2 separate regions of the Anas platyrhynchos genome follow, and region 1 is linked to region 2. Evidence: chromatin contacts called from public Hi-C data. All regions are on one chromosome and are shown on one strand. The core of a region is the stretch at or near the end of the contact, and the rest is flanking DNA. Distances in the headings are between cores, read along the strand shown.

The links. A called contact is a pair of places that touch in the nucleus more often than the background predicts.
Region 1: a contact with region 2 is called in a Hi-C map of skeletal muscle, with 2.0 times the contacts expected there. The contact joins the enhancer-like site here to the promoter of ZNF451 in region 2. A contact is called at or near these places in 3 of 8 Hi-C or Micro-C datasets (skeletal muscle and subcutaneous adipose tissue).

What each region holds. Positions count from the first base shown.
Region 1 is chr3:94,791,938-94,795,147 of IASCAAS_PekinDuck_T2T, reverse strand. The region is part of intron 5 of DST (dystonin); the gene reads right to left. Among named protein-coding and RNA genes, the nearest start is that of DST, 110 kb to the right of the region's middle. Within about 2 kb of position 1,742, at least 8 of the 8 cell types and tissues checked have an H3K27ac peak or open chromatin away from gene starts, as enhancers often do. A contact at or near this core is called in subcutaneous adipose tissue, where this site is marked.
Region 2 is chr3:94,658,150-94,661,747 of IASCAAS_PekinDuck_T2T, reverse strand. It overlaps ZNF451 (zinc finger protein 451), which reads left to right and starts at 1,913. Exons shown (of 16, transcript XM_072036325.1): 1 at 1,913-2,148; 2 at 2,550-2,633. The coding sequence starts at 2,553.

The DNA of each region.
Region 1 (3,210 bases), core at 493-2,992, 130 kb before region 2:
TACATAGCTTTATACGCTCACATGCATATAAAATGTAATTTAATTTTAATCCCAACTGTGATTAAAAATCCAATGTGCAGTTAATTTAAAAAAAATGACACAGGAAAAATCTCTGGGAATATGAACTGCTGTTAAGCTAAACAAAGAAACAAATGTTCTCCCAGTATATATGTGGCAGAAAAAGAAAAAAAAAGAAAAAAAAAAAAGGAAAGCCTCAAAGACAACATTAAAACCCCTGATACTAGATTTCATTATGCTAAATGCTGAAAAAATTAAAAGCACAAGGGTCTTCATTTTTGAACCCAAAACAACTGTGCCTTTTTATGTTTCCATTCAAAGAACCACGGAAAACTGTGTGCTAAAGGCTTTCCCACAAAAGCAGGCAATTTTTCTACAATAAAACCCTGTGAGAGGGTCCCCCTCCTCCCTGCCCCTCTGGCCAGGACGTGTCACTCTCCAGCTCCCTTAGGAGAACTGAATCCCAAGCCAGACTGGAGCCACAGTGCAGGCTGGTGACTAAAGACAAGGGAGGACATCAGGTTGAGGACAGAGGAAAGGGACATACATCTAAAAGACACCAGACCAGCGCTGCTGAAGAGTCACAGGCATGCAAGTCGGCATATCCACCCTTTTCAACACAAAATTCCTGACAATAGCAATGTGCAGAATTGTGAGACAACAAAATTTAACAGTTTCTAATCTGTCCATTTTGTTTCCTCATTAGATGCAGTTTAATTTTGTGCCTTAAAGATTATTTATCCTCTGGCCTGTCTCTCACAATGCACATTTGTTTACTTTCTGTTTGTTTCTTATACTCTGAGGTTTCCAAAGTATTTCAGAACCAAACATTTTCCCCAATTCATCTTTCTAGAAATCACAGATGTTTCAGAGATAAATCCATACTGTTTATGAAGAAAGTGCCATAGAGGTTTCACAACAGGAAAAACAGCAATATATGCCTTAGACTTCTTTCTTAGTTCTGCCATTGACTGACAGTTATTGAGAAGATTAATTGATTAGGACATACGACTGTGACATGCTAGCACAGGATAACATAATAAGGAATTTGTTCCAATGCCCTGAGCAGCAGATGTGCACCTAAAAAGATGTATTTGGGCAATTGATGTATTTTGGGCAAGTGTGTTCACTCAACGCAGGAGGCCACATCTCGAAGGAACACCTTGTGCTTCTCAGGAGATCCTATATTGCCACTTGAGGAAAAGCTCAAAAAACCTCTCAATCATCACTCAGGCAGGTTTTGCCTCTCAACACATATAATGAATTCTTAGATCTTTAAACACACAAAACTAAGTATTGTTTCACTGCTGTTTTCCTAACACATCCAAGACTCCTTCAAATCGTGTCGTACCACAGCATTCAGGTGGGAGCTCCTGGATGGACCCACAGGATTTGCAGACCCCCCGTGCATTTCATTAAGACTTCTTGTGGCTTTTCAATAAAACAGCAGAATTGTCAGCCCTACACTCTGCAAGGTCCACGTGCAAAGTAGGTTACATGCTGCCTCAGGCAGCTTTTTGCAATATACCCATGTGAGTGTGGGAGACCGGATAATTTGGGCATGACAAGAGATTCTTTAAGGAAGATGTGGGAGGTATTTAGTGGCTATGGGGCATATGACAAACCAGAAGCAAAATGGCTTCATCAGTCAAAAGCAGACAGGGAAGATTTAAGGTACTGTTTCAGAGATGATTCATCTTCTGATCTTCTTCTTCTGGCATGCATACTACAATGTTTGTGTCAAGTAAAGCTCCACCCCCCTCAATATGAGCATGAGATATTTTTCATATCATACATTCCCAGTAAACTTAAGCCCTGCATTGAGGAACCTGCGCTGCCACTAATAAAAACTGCTTTTAAAATTGTAGCAGACGCGGAGCTGTAATCCTGCCCCAGATCCCAGCACTTTAGGCACTCTACAAATGGAGACCGTAAAGATGTCGCTGCCTCTGAAATCTAGCAAATTAATACCCTGCATAACTCACATAGCTTCATCATACTGTTCAGCTGACGCATTTGGTTGACCCTGTAATCGAGTTGTTATCAGTTACAACCTCGTGTACAGTTCCCCTTCTGCAGTCAAAGGCCCTGAGCCACAGGGCTTGATTTCCTTTTCTGTAGGCCGGTGTCACAACAAACCTGACACCATCGCCTTCAGCCTGCCTGGGTCTCATTTCCAGTGACACAAAACGAAGCCTTGATTCAGCTGCATGGGCACACACCTAAGACCATTTCATGTGCTGAGGGTTATGCCACTTGCCCCAAGGCTTCTTCTCCAGGAGGATGCAGGTTTGCTGAAGTCCGTCCTGTCAGCCTCTCACAAACCTGTCCTGAATTCCCTAACACATCTCAACGGCCCTAGGTAACTACACACCTGAACTGAATCTGCACAAACTGACCTCTGGTTTTGCCACAGGCCATGGCAAAGAACAAGCTATCTTCCACATGAATCACACATGCTACAGGCTGTGACTTGGCAGTGAAGTCATCTAAAACCTCTTTCACTGATGCACTTCACAGAGCCACAGCCAGGTAGCGAATCTGACCATAACTCTACAAAAGAAAAGTGAGATGAAACTAACCCACTTCTTTTTTTCTTGACAGTTTAGTTGTGTTGTACTGATATTGGACAAAATCTGGTTGTGTATGCCTGTATGGATGATATGGGAAAGTCTGTCCCTGCTGCATCTGCAAGCAAAAACTGCTTGGTGTTGAAAGGAAGGAAAGAACATGCCCTGCTAAAACTCTATGAAAACAATCTCGCCCCTTTTTCTGCTTCAGAAGAAAATCTGGCAGGAAAATAGTGTTGTGGCCCTTTCTGTGCATACAGTGGATGCACACCCAGCACGGAGACACCTCACAGACACTGGTGCTACGGCACAGCATGCTCCAGCCCAGTGCCTAAAATGCAAGGGATTGCGTTCTCAACTGAAACAGCAGAGGAAGGAAAGGAAATAATGTGTTGCAGAATACTGAGGAGAAGGCAAAAGAGGCCAGAGTGAGCATATGATCAGATAAGGCAGGAACAGCCAGCAGCTACTCCCATGTGCCAGAGGCAGCCAGGAACTCCCTCAAGGAAGTGAGGCAACTGCACGACCCTGGGGCCGCAGGCCTTGGAGCCAAGGCAAGCTTTGTGCTCACACTCTTGCAACCGTTCCAGTTTGTACAGGCTGAAGAAAGCAGACGATCGTA
Region 2 (3,598 bases), core at 664-3,163:
TCTTTTTTAATTCTATAATTGTTTTAAAGGCATATAATGAATATGTGGAGTTGGGTGACAATAATACTGCTGAGCCTGTGTGAGAAAATGAGATCTGCTCAGAAAAAAAGCTTCCGCATCCTGTTTAATCCTCAGACTTCGCTTGGAGGTTTGGACTTGAAGATTTTAACTCATCAGCAGAACATGGGTACCCCCTGCTCTCCTAGGTTTGTCTGCTGCTACCTTTGGAGAGAAAAAAAAAAAAAAGAAAAAAAAAAGAAAAAAAAAAAAAAAAAAAAAAAACAACTCATGAAAAGTGAGATGGTGAATCTGCATTGCAGTTGTTCTACCAGCCAAAAAGGCTGCAGGCTGCATTTTTTCTCTTCTGCATGAAACTGAGTCTGCATAAGAACTGTCTAAAACTTTCCCCACAACCTAAGAAGTCTGTACTTTCCCAGGCATTACCTAAAATACTGTTATTTTGGAGTTCAGAGTTTCATCAGCATACTGTCAATGCTGACATGATTACATGTATCAATCCTCTTGCTATTCTTTTTTTTTTTTTCCATAATTGTTTGTGTAGCCGGAGGATGTTTGGATGGGTCACTGCAATAGCAAACATGCTTCATTTACTTGAGTTACTGCTGAAAATTTCCTATTCAGTGTCATTTTCATAGAGGAGCAGTTTCAAAAAACAATGCCACCTTGTTCTATTAACCCAATATTATTGCACATCAGATTATCTACCTTCAAGAATAACAAGTAACTAAGTGCAAATACAAGCTACAAACAGAACAGCTGCTATCAACGTTCTGTTAGCACATATAAGTTAAAATGCAAAATATGAAATTTTAGGCATCAACAAGGACTTGAATTTTCTAAGCAGTAGTTTAGTTTTGTTTATGCACCTCAATAGTGATGAAGTTGTAGAAATTTGTTACCTAGTCTATTTTAATTAGTAGTCAAACAGTAAAAAAGAAACAAGAATTACATCTCACTGAAGGGGCTAATTCTGAGTTTACACAACAGAAAATGTATATAAAAATATTTCAGTCATTGTGGTGGTTGGTTGGTTGGTTTTTGCCATTCAGCATCTCAGTATATCTACCAGAGAGCTGTTTTCATTCACACATGAAATGGGGCTTAAAACTTACAGTACAGTAACTTGCTTACAAGAAAAGTGCACTAAATTAATGCTGACTTTAAGTGCCCTGTGATGCGTTATTTCTTTCACAAAGCTTCCAGATCACCAAAACTTAACATACTGTCCTCAAATCTTCCTCAGGTATACAAAATTTAGTAAGGAGGAATAGTGACGTGCTTTGTGTGCATTTAGGTCTTTCATGTAGGCATGCAACTGTGTCATTACATGTTCCTATTTACCCAGCGTTAATGCGTTGAGCAAAGGCAATTCATATGTACTTGGGGTGGCTCAAGGTAACTGGGGTGAAGGGAGGAGAGCAGTAGTAGATAAAAGGCAAGAAAACAAGTCAATAAAATAAATAAAATTCATCTTAGCTGTGTCATTTTATTTCAGGATCTCATCATTTTCAGTTACAGGTCTCCAAGATATCAACATTTCATCCATTAACATTCACAAGCCCGTTTATTTTCCCTCAGCATTTTGTAGCAGCAGAGCCCACCACAGACATCCATCCCCGTCGCCCACCCTGCTCCCCCACACAGCCTGGCTGCCGCAGTGCATTCCCCAGCCAGGAAACTCAAATTATAAGGGAAAAGGGGTCGCAGATCCCCAGAGTAATGTTTCTTTTAGATCTTCCAAGCTTGCCCACCCTGCATGAAGCCACCAGAGCCGAGGCCCGGTGGTTACCACACAGCTTCCACCCCCTGCCACCCCCTGAGACATGGCGCGGGCGGGGCAGGGGGCATGAGGAGGGAGCCCCGGGAGGGGGGGGGGGGGCACGTTTTGCCCCCACCCCGCCCTCAGAACCGAAGCCTCTTTCAAGCAGGGCGGCCACAACGTTCCCCGCCCGGCTACCGGCGCCGGGACAACGGTGTCCGGGGGGCGAGCAGGGAGCAGGGCACGGGCGCCATCGCCCCACAGCCTCCTCCTGCTGCTGCTCCCGCTCCCGCCTCCGCGCCCTGGCCGCCGCCCGCCGCTATGGCCGGCGCCGGCCCCGGCCCCGGTCCTGGTCCCGGCACCATCGCGTGGGTCCCCGGGCTCCGTGCACCGTAGCGGGGAGGGGATGGAGAAGGAGAAGGGGAAAGGGACGGGGGTGAAGCCGGGCGGCGACTACAAGTCCCGGCAAGCCGCGCTGCCGCCACGCCTCTCCCCCTTCCCCGCCGCCCCCGGGGGAAGAGGAAGCGGCGCTGCAGCGGGCAGCAGCCCCAGGGTGGGTTTTGGGGCGAGCGGGGTGGTACCGAGCCCCCCAGGGCCATGCCGAGCCCCCCGGGGCGGTGCCGAGCCCCCACGGGTGCTTCTCCCCCTGGGGACGCCGGCAGCGGGGCGCTGCCTGGGTTAGGCCGCGGTTTGGGGATTGGGGTGGGGGGGGGGCCTGGCAAATTGAAATCCGCGGTGGTGAGGGGATTTGGGGTTTGTGTCTCCCTAGGTGATGGAGCCCTACGGCTCGGCCGCCGGTTCCGAGAGGAGGTCGTCGGCTTCCGAAAGCGAGGACGAGATTGAGTTTGTTGGAGTAAGTAGGACCCCGCGCCTGCAAACGGGGGCTTGGGGCAGAAAACTTAATGCGTGCCCTTCAAATGTAACCAAAATCAGCAAAAATTGTGACATCTGAAGTCGTCGGTGTCAGCTTTAAGATAACAAGTTTGTATTAAACAGATAACAAGCTTATATCAAAGGTGCTTTTGGCCCCTTCGTTGGGAAGGTGCTGGGTGATGCCAGTCGGTCCTACAGGGCGAACCTAGAGCCGAGCAGCCCAGCGGGTGGGTGTGGGGTGTGAGGGGGCCGGGGGGTACACGGCAAGGTCAGGCACTGCTGGTCGTGTGGCGGGGTGCTTAATGAGCAGCCTCATCAAAGGTAACGAGGTAAGAGGCCTTAAGCAGTCTTCTCAAATCGTGAAGCAGTGTCCTGTACCTACACTACAGCACCAGTTACCCGTTCACCTTACACACACCTAACCTTAAGATACTTATATCTGTCAAATACCCAAGGAAAAGAGGGTGTTTTTCATGCTGGCAGTGCTCTAGCCTCAATCCAGCATCAGTCAATTGGTGCTGGATGGCAGGCACATGTGGAAGAACAGAAAGATGATTTATCCTAAAGCAGAAGTCACACAAATAAGAGATAAGCCATTTATTGATGCTGGGACTGAAAATGGGTGGCTTCCTATGGATTTCTCTTGTTTTTAATGCTAAAAAGTAAGTGGCAGTAGATTTCTTCCTGTTTTTCATGGTGTTTGATGAAGTCTAAGTTCATTGTACACCTTTCTGCACAGGTATTTAGGTGCTGAGGTATAAGGGGCATACACATGTTTTTGCTAAACCTATAAGTACTTGACCGTCTCTGAGACTTCTTGATCTTTTGGTTGAATTTTACCAGAATTGACTAATGAGTTCAGAGTTCTTTAAATAAACGGGCAAGCGTTCATGTGTAGCATGATTGTATAAGCCTCACTTTCTTAAAACGCTGGGCGAAGAATGA